Regions from separate parts of the Zea mays genome. Here all the other regions are linked to region 2. A link is a contact called in public Hi-C data. All regions are on one chromosome and are shown on one strand. Each heading gives the region's core, a stretch centred on a gene start, on an enhancer-like site or on the middle of the called end of the contact. The rest is flanking DNA. Distances are from core to core; before and after follow the strand shown.

Region 1 (2,922 bases), core at 249-2,748, 350 kb before region 2:
TCCCACATCCAGCACAAAAATCTTCTGTTCGTGGCAAATCTTGTGGCGGTTGAACGAAAGAATGCTATATAAGTAGCTATAGAGAACGTATTATGTGTAAACCAACCGTTCAGTGTAAATCGTGTGTAAATAGTCATGTTAATTTTTTGGCGGCAGATCAAGTACAAACTGTATGCCTCGGACAAACATGTACAAACCACAACACTGGCCACTAGATCTATATCCAACGTTCATAACCATCCATCCCTCTTTGCTGCACTCTGCAAACGAGCACCCCCATCTCGTAGCAACATCTTGTCTCCGACAAGCTCTCGATGTAGTGGAGGCCCTCCACCGCAATATCCTAGTGTATATATGATGTTGGAGAAGCGACTCCTAAATAATGGTGGCAAGATGTTGCTAGGTTTGTAGCCATAGCCTCAATCTAAGATCATCCCAAGCCATGCGACCTGATTCTACGAGGCCTACAACCAGGCATGACACGTCGTCTACCCACTCTTGTGCATCATCGGTCACTTGATCTGACTTGGTTCCTAACCACTTACCCTAGGTTCCAAAGCCCTAAGTTTCTCGTATATTGTTAGTCATTCTTAGTGGGAGTTTTATGTGTATTTCATTCTTGTTAAATAGCATGCCAACTAAGCAAACATGATGACATAATATGCAATCTAATAAAAAGATATATGAGTGGGTTTCATAAAAAAGGGAGAGAGTTTCATGAGGAGTGAAACTCTGAATACAGATACTGATATGACAGCTTTAAAAGTAGTGTTATGAAATCATCATTGAGAAATGGTATTAGCACTCAATCGATTTCTACGCTGTCAATTGTCATGAGCACAATTTTCACCCAAAGAGGCACACCAGCAATGTCCGCTTGTAGTGTCCGAGACGTTGCTCCATCGCCGTCGTCTTGTTTCTGTGCGCTCCATTCAATGCGGCAAGTGGCTCAATCCCAAGCGGTCGTCGCCTCCCAGCCCCAGCAGCAAAATATCTTCCCATGCGGCCATGCCTTGAAAATTGGAATAGATTCTCTAGATTCACCGCCGCGTCATCTTCACTACTTTCTCACTGGCCCAATCAGCATCTCCTTCTCCGAGCTCAATCATGCTCAGTCAAGCGTCACCAATGGCGTCACGGTTGGTTTTGTCACTGTCTGCATGCAAGGGTATACTACGAATTTTGCTTCGCAAGTGTAAATGGAAAATGGATCTAAACAACTGCACTGCACCAATTTTGGAACGCGGAACCGAGAGTCTGTTTGGGTTCGTTTGAAACGCGCTGATGTTTCTCATTTTTTTAATAGATGTAGTTACCTGATATTTAAGTTGGACGATCAAACGACTGTGTCAAGTGTGATTAACAAAAGCATCGAAAATAAAATTTAACGCCATAAAAAACAGTGGATAATAGTAGGACTTCATAATAGAAAAAATTATCAAACGGAATGGAGGGGCCCAACGCAGTATATAGCAGCCGGGTGGTGCCGGACATCCGACGCTCGTGCCAGCAGGCCATTCTTCTCGCCTTACTCCCTCACAGAACCCAGTAAAATATTGCCAGTCCCGCCGTCGAGATGGCCCCACGCCGCCTGCTCGTCCTCGCCGTCGTCGCCCTCGCGGCCACCGCCGCCGCGGCCAACTCCGGCTTCGCGGACTCGAACCCGATCCGCCCCGTCACCGACCGCGCGGCCTCCGCGCTCGAGTCCACGGTCTTCGCCGCGCTCGGCCGCACCCGCGACGCGCTCCGCTTCGCACGCTTCGCTGTGAGGTGAGCACCCAGTCACCTAATCCAGCGGCCAGCGGTCCAAACCCCGCCGCCGTGCGCCCTCCCGTTTCCATTCTCCATGATGGCCTCACGATTTCTGCGGTTATGCCGCCGCCGTCTCGCGATACAGGTACGGCAAGAGCTACGAGAGCGCGGCGGAGGTCCACAAGCGGTTCAGGATCTTCTCCGAGAGTCTCCAGCTCGTCCGCTCCACCAATCGGAAAGGCCTCTCCTACCGCCTCGGCATCAACCGTATGACCTTGACCGCCTCAGTCCTCCTCGCCCCAATCTGTAACCGTGGGCTTCAGCGCGTCCCGGATTCTCATATGTTTGTTATGTGTGGCTGGTGTACAGGCTTCGCGGACATGAGCTGGGAGGAGTTCCGTGCGACCCGGCTCGGCGCAGCCCAGAACTGCTCCGCCACGCTTACCGGCAACCACCGGATGCGCGCCGCCGCCGTTGCGCTGCCGGAGACGGTGAGTTACCAAAGCTGTTCGTCGGTCGTCACTCGTCACAGATAATCCTCTCTGTCTTGTAACGTAACGTTTTGACTCCCAAACGGGCAGGCGAGTAGGTTGTAGCCACGTTGGTACTGTGATTTCATTTGTAACGGCATGAGACGGCCCTGTGTTGGTTCAGTTTATTTAGGCTTTACCGCTTTACAGGGGGGTTCGCAGCTTGTCTGTGGGCCTGTGGCTGCAGTATTTTCTCGTTGTTTTCATGCTTTGTGGTCTCTAGCTTTTGCCTATTTGCTCTGCCGGTCCCACCATGACAAGCAATGTTTTTCAGCCACTTCCTTCCTTGGCCCCATCACATGATGAAGTTAATGGTCCCTTTCTTTGCAGTACTAATTGCAACAGTGGAACTTCTCAAATTTGGTTTATGTTTCCAACAAAACCGCAAAATTGTTTAGAGCCTCTTTGGGAGAGCTCTTTCTCAGCTCCGGCTTCCCCGGAGGAGCTCTACCAAACTATTTATAGGAAGAGCCATTTTCAGCGAAAAACAAAAGCCCTACCAAACAGTTTATAGGAAGAACCATTTTCAGTGAAATACAAAGGGGCCGTAGCTGCTTTTGAGGAGCCACAAATTAGCTTCTCCAAAACGGCTCCAGCTCCCCTCAAGGAGCCCCTCACGAGGTCTGCCAAACACCCCCTT
Region 2 (3,049 bases), core at 344-2,843:
ATCCACGTCACCCAGTCAGGCACCATCAATGTTGGCGCCGTCACACGTTAGCTCGGCGATATAATGGCGCCGAGCCGGGGGGTCCATTTTTTAAAATGAAACTGCAAAGGGCATAATTGTGCAAAAAAAAACCCAAAAGGGCTAGATTGTAAAAAAGTTGGCCCTACTCACTGCCAACTCACTTTTTTAGTCTTAGGTGGTGTTTGAATGCACTAGAGATAATAGTTAGTGGCTAAAATTAGCTAAAGTCATCCAAACACTAGCTAATAGTTTAGCTATTAGTTATTTTAGTAAATTAGCTACTAGTTAGAGCATCTCCAAGCGACTCTTAATTTTTGGCTCTCTATTTGACTCTATATTTATCTTTTCATAAAGATTACACTTTATATGTAGCATCTCATCAGTCCAACAGGATCTAGTTTGACTAGTCAGAGTGGCTAGCCAAGTTTGGCCAGTGACGGAACCAATTTAAAGAGTCAAATAGCTTGACGAGTCACATTGTTAGTCGGTTGGAGATTTATTTTGCTACTAAGTAGCCAAAATTTGGCTTGACGAGTTAATTGACTAATCTTTTGAAGATGCTCTTAACTAACTATTTGTTAATTAGCTAATTATACTAGAATTTTTTAGTCAACTAACTATTATCTATAGTGCATCTAAGGGAGTGTTTGAATGCACTAGAGCTAATAGTTAATTAGCTAAAAATATACTAGTAGAATTAGCTAGCTAACAGATAGTTAGCTAACTAGTAGTTAATTTACTAAAAATAGCTAATAGCTAAACTATAAGCTAAGGTGTTTGAATATCTCTAGCTAATTTTAACCACTAACTATTACTCCCTCCGGTGCAGTAAAAGAAGTCATCCTGCGCGTGACCGAGCGTGCACAAAAAGAAGTCATAGCGCGCGTGGGTCTGGGATTTGGACGTTATTGCCCCTAGTAATTGCACAAAAAAAGATGCATTTAAGAGGAATCGAACTTGAGACCTCCAGTCTAGAATGCCTTGGAGCTGCTGCAGCAACCAATCAAGCCTGATTGTTTTAGTGACATTAATGCACTCATATCCCTATTTAATAGGGGCAAACAGGGAAAACTCTATGATAATTAATCACTCCTTGGTATGCACAATTATGTCCTAAACGACTACCTTTACTGCACTGGAGGAAGTATCTCTAGTGCATTCAAACACCCTCTAAATACCCTTCATCTTCCGTGTTCGCTCCTTCCAACCAATCGATACAGAGATCTATTCTAGAAAGCAGCTTTATCCGAGAATCTAGCGGAAGCTGTTTTTCGAACCACGCGGCCCACCTGAGCTGATCTTTTCCTCCCTTTGTCAGAGTCCGCAGTTACTACCGCAGCTGAGAGATCAAGACGAGATCTCGGACGAAATGGAAGTTTCTCAAATTTCTGCATGCGAACGAGAACGAGCGCCGACGCGTCCAAATGGCAAGGCCGTAATTGCAGTGCCACGTCTGACCGTTTCCCTGTGTGTCTGTCTCCTCACTCCCGTGTCCCGTCTCCTTTTTTCCCACTACGCGGTCTTCGCTCGCTCCTCGAGTTCAGTCCTCACCTCCCCACCGAGCTCCATTAATGGCGCCTCCCCTAATTTTGCCATAAGTGCCGAGACCACGTGGGGTCTGGGAAGGAAAGGCTACTGCCACTTCAGAGGTCGGCCTGGGAGGCTGCATCGCATCCACATGGGGTACCAGCCCATGCACGGCAACGGCGGGACAGCCGGTGCCGGGACATCAGGCTCCGGCGGCGGCGGCGGCGGAGACCACTTGCGCCACCACCAGCAGCAGCGCCTGCACAGCCCCCGCATGGCCGGCGGAGGCTCCATGACGCGCCGGGCCAGCTCGTTCAAGCGCGGCGGGGGCGGCGAGATCGAGCTCCAGATCGGCTCTCCGCGCTCGCCGAGGTGCGACGGGTTGGGGAGCCCTCCCTCGGACTCCGTGGAGTCGTCCGGTAGCGGCCTCCTCCTCCACCAGAGCCAGCAGAACCAGCACCTCCGGTTCCGGCTCTTCAAGCCGCCGGTCTCCGGCGGCAGCGCGGTCGGACTTGGTCTGGGGATCCGCGAGAGGAGGAAGCTCGGGAACATGCTGTTCCTCGCCTTCTGCGGCGTGTGCTTGCTCCTCGGCGTCGTCAAGATCTTGGCGGGCGGCTGGTTCGCCCTCCCTGGCAATGACAAAGACGCCGATTTGAAGGTAAATAATTAGGATTTTTATGTGCAATGGTAGCTGTTATTATTTGATACGCCTATGTTGTTCACCCTCCTGAGTCATGATCAACAGCTCCTGGAGAGTCACCTAAATGTCTTATCCCAACTTGTCATGATGAATAAACATGCTCTCAGCCTACTTGTTCAGTTACTTGCAAGCTCGGTGGTCTCGTTGCAGAAAGCATCACGATTTTCTGAATTTGTTTATCAGATGCCCCTTTTCATAGAATTTATTACCCTTAGCATTCCCAATTGTAGCAATGCATTTTGCGAGCCTAGTAATTTCCAGCTGTAATTTCACTCAGTGGGATTAGGACCGCAATGGTTTAACAGATATCTGATGGGACCTGCATTCTGTTGTGATCCTTTTAGTTTGGATTGTATAAAAAATCATTTTAATGAAATAGCTGGGAGATATAAGAGACCGGCCTAGCAAAAATAATCTGGTTTTGGATCTGTTAGGTTGGACCATTTGAGTTAGGGAGCATATCAAGTGCAAACCAATCTATTGGTGCAAAACTTGCAAACCAACACAAGAATGGAGACAAGAATGGAGGTGGCAAGACCTTTTTTATATGATTTTTTTTAAAAGGTTCTCCCACCTCCATTCTTTTGTTGGTTTGCACCAATAGGTTGACTTGCACCTGATATGTTACATTTATACTGTTCTATGGAACTTCATTAGATAGGTACCAATGAGAAGCTTTCGGTACAGACGGACAGGTATTGGCAGTTGGCTTACAAAGAGACACTAGCTCTAATGTTACTGTCTATTACTCTATTGGCAGTTGGTTTCTGTAGGCTGTTTGTGCACCTTCGTTTTCTTCTC
Region 3 (3,028 bases), core at 70-2,569, 390 kb after region 2:
CATGCAGGCATACAGCCTAGCGATCGCAGCAGTCAATGGTCAACGCCTGACACTATTGAATTAGCGTGGTGACAACTGACAAGTAGGATAAGATGGCTTCAGGTAGGATAAATATAGGATTCTTTTAATCCACAAGTGTCACTGTGTCACAAACTATAAACATTACAACCTCCCTAGAGAATATTTGCATGTTTTAATTTCACCAATAAACAAAAACGTTCAAGTCAAATTACACTATAACCACGCAACAACATGCTAACCTTTTGTACGGTGCTACGCACGACCCTCACCTCTCGATTTCGACAGGCCTCGTGCCGCTAACCACGTGTCCGAAACCGCCACGTTTTGCGGCCTCGACGTCGTCCTCATCGTCGTGATCATCATCTCCGATGCTGAACCGGCCATCGCTGCCGCTGCCGCCTCCCTTCACCAGCGGCAGGTACTGCGGCTCCTCGGGGTAGAGCTTCGCCATCTGGAGGTAGAACAGGACGACGAACACCACCGTGCCGGTGAGGTACCAGCTGAACTGGAGGTTGACGAGCGACTTGGCGCGGTCGAGCGCGTCGTCAGTGCGGCACCGGACGACGTCGTGCCCTTCCTCGAAGTTGAGGAAGCAGCCCTTGGGTATGAGCGCCGGCGTCCACAGCATGACGCCCATGACGACGAACCAGACGCCCTGGAACACGAGGCTGGCGGACCGGACCAGGCTCACCGCGAAGCTCCGCGGGTAGGGGATACCCAGCAGCGTGGTCGCGAGCGTGACGGCGATGGCCGTCTGCAGCAGCCAGTGGAACTGCCCCTCCACGCCCATGTGGTCCGCCGAGTGGAGGTGGAAGATGAGCAGCTGCTGCGCGAACGCCGCGGCGGCCACGAGCTGCGACACGGCGTCCCGCATGGGCGCCCTCGCCCTGTCCAGGTGGATGGTCACCGCCGCGAAGACGAGCAGCGCCAGCGAGATGGACGCGTGCTCGAAGTTGTGGAGGTGGTCGGACGGGATGGTGCCGTCGTCGTCGAACGGCTGGTGCTTCGCGGGGCCGATGACAAGCTCCATCAGGATGGACAGCACCGTGCCGATGATTATGAGTATGAGCTCCAGGTGCCGCACGCCCGGCACCGGGAACCAGACCGGGGCAGAGTACGAGCTCGGCCGCAGCAGGAACAGGCGGGTGTGGCTGAACAGCTGCCACAGGCCGATGAGGAGGAAGCCGGCGCCCGGCGCGACGTGCCCGACGAGGGTGCCCATGGCGTGTGCCGCCGCGCTGTGCCTTTTGCGTGCGACTGCGGAAGTGGACGACAGGGGAAGAAGTTGGTGGTGGCGTGTGGAGAGGGGAGGTTTGAAGGTTGATGGGCGAATATTGTGGGGGTTTAAGAAGGTCTGCAGGGTGTCTGGAGTGTTCGGAAGGTTTGAAGAGCACATTCGGATTTGAAACGTCTTTTGCATGTGTGTTCATCAGCAGTGATGTTGTAGCGTTGAAAGCTGGTCGCCAGGTGATTTGTTCTTAGTTTTGTTTCGCTTGCTTGTCATGGCTTCCGATTGAATATGTAGCTCCAAGTTTCTTATCTTTTCCATTGATATGCTAAATATTTTTTATTTAAGATTGTCGCGGATAACACTCTTTTGGATATCACTAACTACTGCTCCGGTTATTATATTCTTTCGAAAATGCTTCACGAACTAAAGAATCATAAGCCATCACATGACCTTGGTCATACTCATACCTATGTCTATCACTGAGGTTGCACGTGTAGCAGCATTCTCTTTCTTTGTTATTTGAGAATATTCTGAAATGTTTATCTGAATTCACTTATCTGAACACTGTAAGGCTGTGAATAAAAGGGATTAAACCATATTAATTCTAACTTTTACCCTCATTTTTTTTGTTGCGGTGGAAGAAGAGTAATGTCAGGAGAATGGTACATGGCATTTTGGTTTTCTTGTGAGTCGTTTAATAAAATTTGAACACTTTAGTTTTTGTAATTAAACATGATAGAGACTGAACTTTTATCTCTAGACTAAAGAAGCCAAACATACCTTATTTTTTTATCATCATTTATATATCGATATCTAACATTAAAGATTGAAGCGTTCTAATACATTTTTTATTTTAATATATTCGTCCATGCATAAATAAAAATTTTCATCCAATCCAGACCTTGTTTGGTAAGACTCTTCCTCAAGGGTTCGTCCAAAATAGCTCTGACTACTCCGTTTTTCACTGGAAGATGGATCCAAACATCTTTTTCTACTAAACCGTTTGGTAAAGTTTCCTCAAATCGATACTCTGACTTTAGTTGGTATTCCTTTCATACAAACCAACAAATCTATGTCTTTATTATTTATCAAAGAGAAAAAAAGAACAGAAAAACAAAAAAAAAATGGAACGTATAAACGAGAGATGAGAAAAATGGAAGTAAAAAACAAAACAAAATTAAAATACAGACATAAATAAAATAAAACACGGGCTAAAGACATAAAGCGAAAAAAAAGAATATAATGGAGAAAAAAATTACAGACGGGCAAAAACGTGAAAAAATGACTATGCAGAGCAAAGGGGCTCACAGCAAAACATACGTCTCCAGAATCATTTATAGTGTGTTTGATTTAAGGAATGAAGTGATCCATCTTCTTCTCACTGCTCACTTTTTTATTTGGTTTGTGGAATAGAATGGATTGATCCATCACCACTTTATTTCTCATAAGCTAATAATTAGTATATAGATGAGGAGTGTGTTGATTCCACCAAAATTGATGGAATGAACTTATGATTCATCACCTCATGAGGTATAGAGTGATTCCACAAACCAAACACACTATGAGTTCTGCCATACATCTTGGAAAATCTTTGATTAACAGAGACGGTCGCCATACATCTCAATAAATAAAACTTTAAAGGTGAACACAGCTGGCATTAAGTTCTGCACGCATACTTTTTGCTAGTATATACTTATAAAATAATATAATAAAAGGCATGTGTTTAACTGTTTTTTGTCAAGTAGTATTAGGATGACCGTTCGCCGCTACTGCCCA

What was found. Hi-C and Micro-C count contacts between places; a contact is called where the count stands out from the background.
Region 1: a contact with region 2 is called in a Hi-C map of leaf mesophyll, with 4 times the contacts expected there. The contact joins the promoter of LOC542451 here to the promoter of LOC100279065 in region 2. A contact is called at or near these places in 3 of 25 Hi-C or Micro-C datasets (ear, leaf mesophyll and tassel).
Region 3: a contact with region 2 is called in a Hi-C map of tassel, with 2.2 times the contacts expected there. The contact joins the promoter of LOC100272958 here to the promoter of LOC100279065 in region 2. A contact is called at or near these places in 2 of 25 Hi-C or Micro-C datasets (leaf and tassel).

The regions. Positions count from the first base shown.
Region 1 is chr7:127,282,484-127,285,405 of Zm-B73-REFERENCE-NAM-5.0, forward strand. LOC542451 (cysteine protease 2) reads left to right here and starts at 1,499. Exons shown (of 8, transcript NM_001112009.2): 1 at 1,499-1,770; 2 at 1,898-2,019; 3 at 2,122-2,243. The coding sequence starts at 1,577.
Region 2 is chr7:127,633,823-127,636,871 of Zm-B73-REFERENCE-NAM-5.0, forward strand. LOC100279065 reads left to right here and starts at 1,594. Exons shown (of 9, transcript NM_001354577.1): 1 at 1,594-2,206. The coding sequence starts at 1,700.
Region 3 is chr7:128,021,761-128,024,788 of Zm-B73-REFERENCE-NAM-5.0, forward strand. It overlaps LOC100272958 (Plant viral-response family protein-like), which reads right to left and starts at 1,320. Exons shown (of 1, transcript NM_001147410.1): 1 at 105-1,320. The coding sequence starts at 1,243. The coding sequence ends at 287.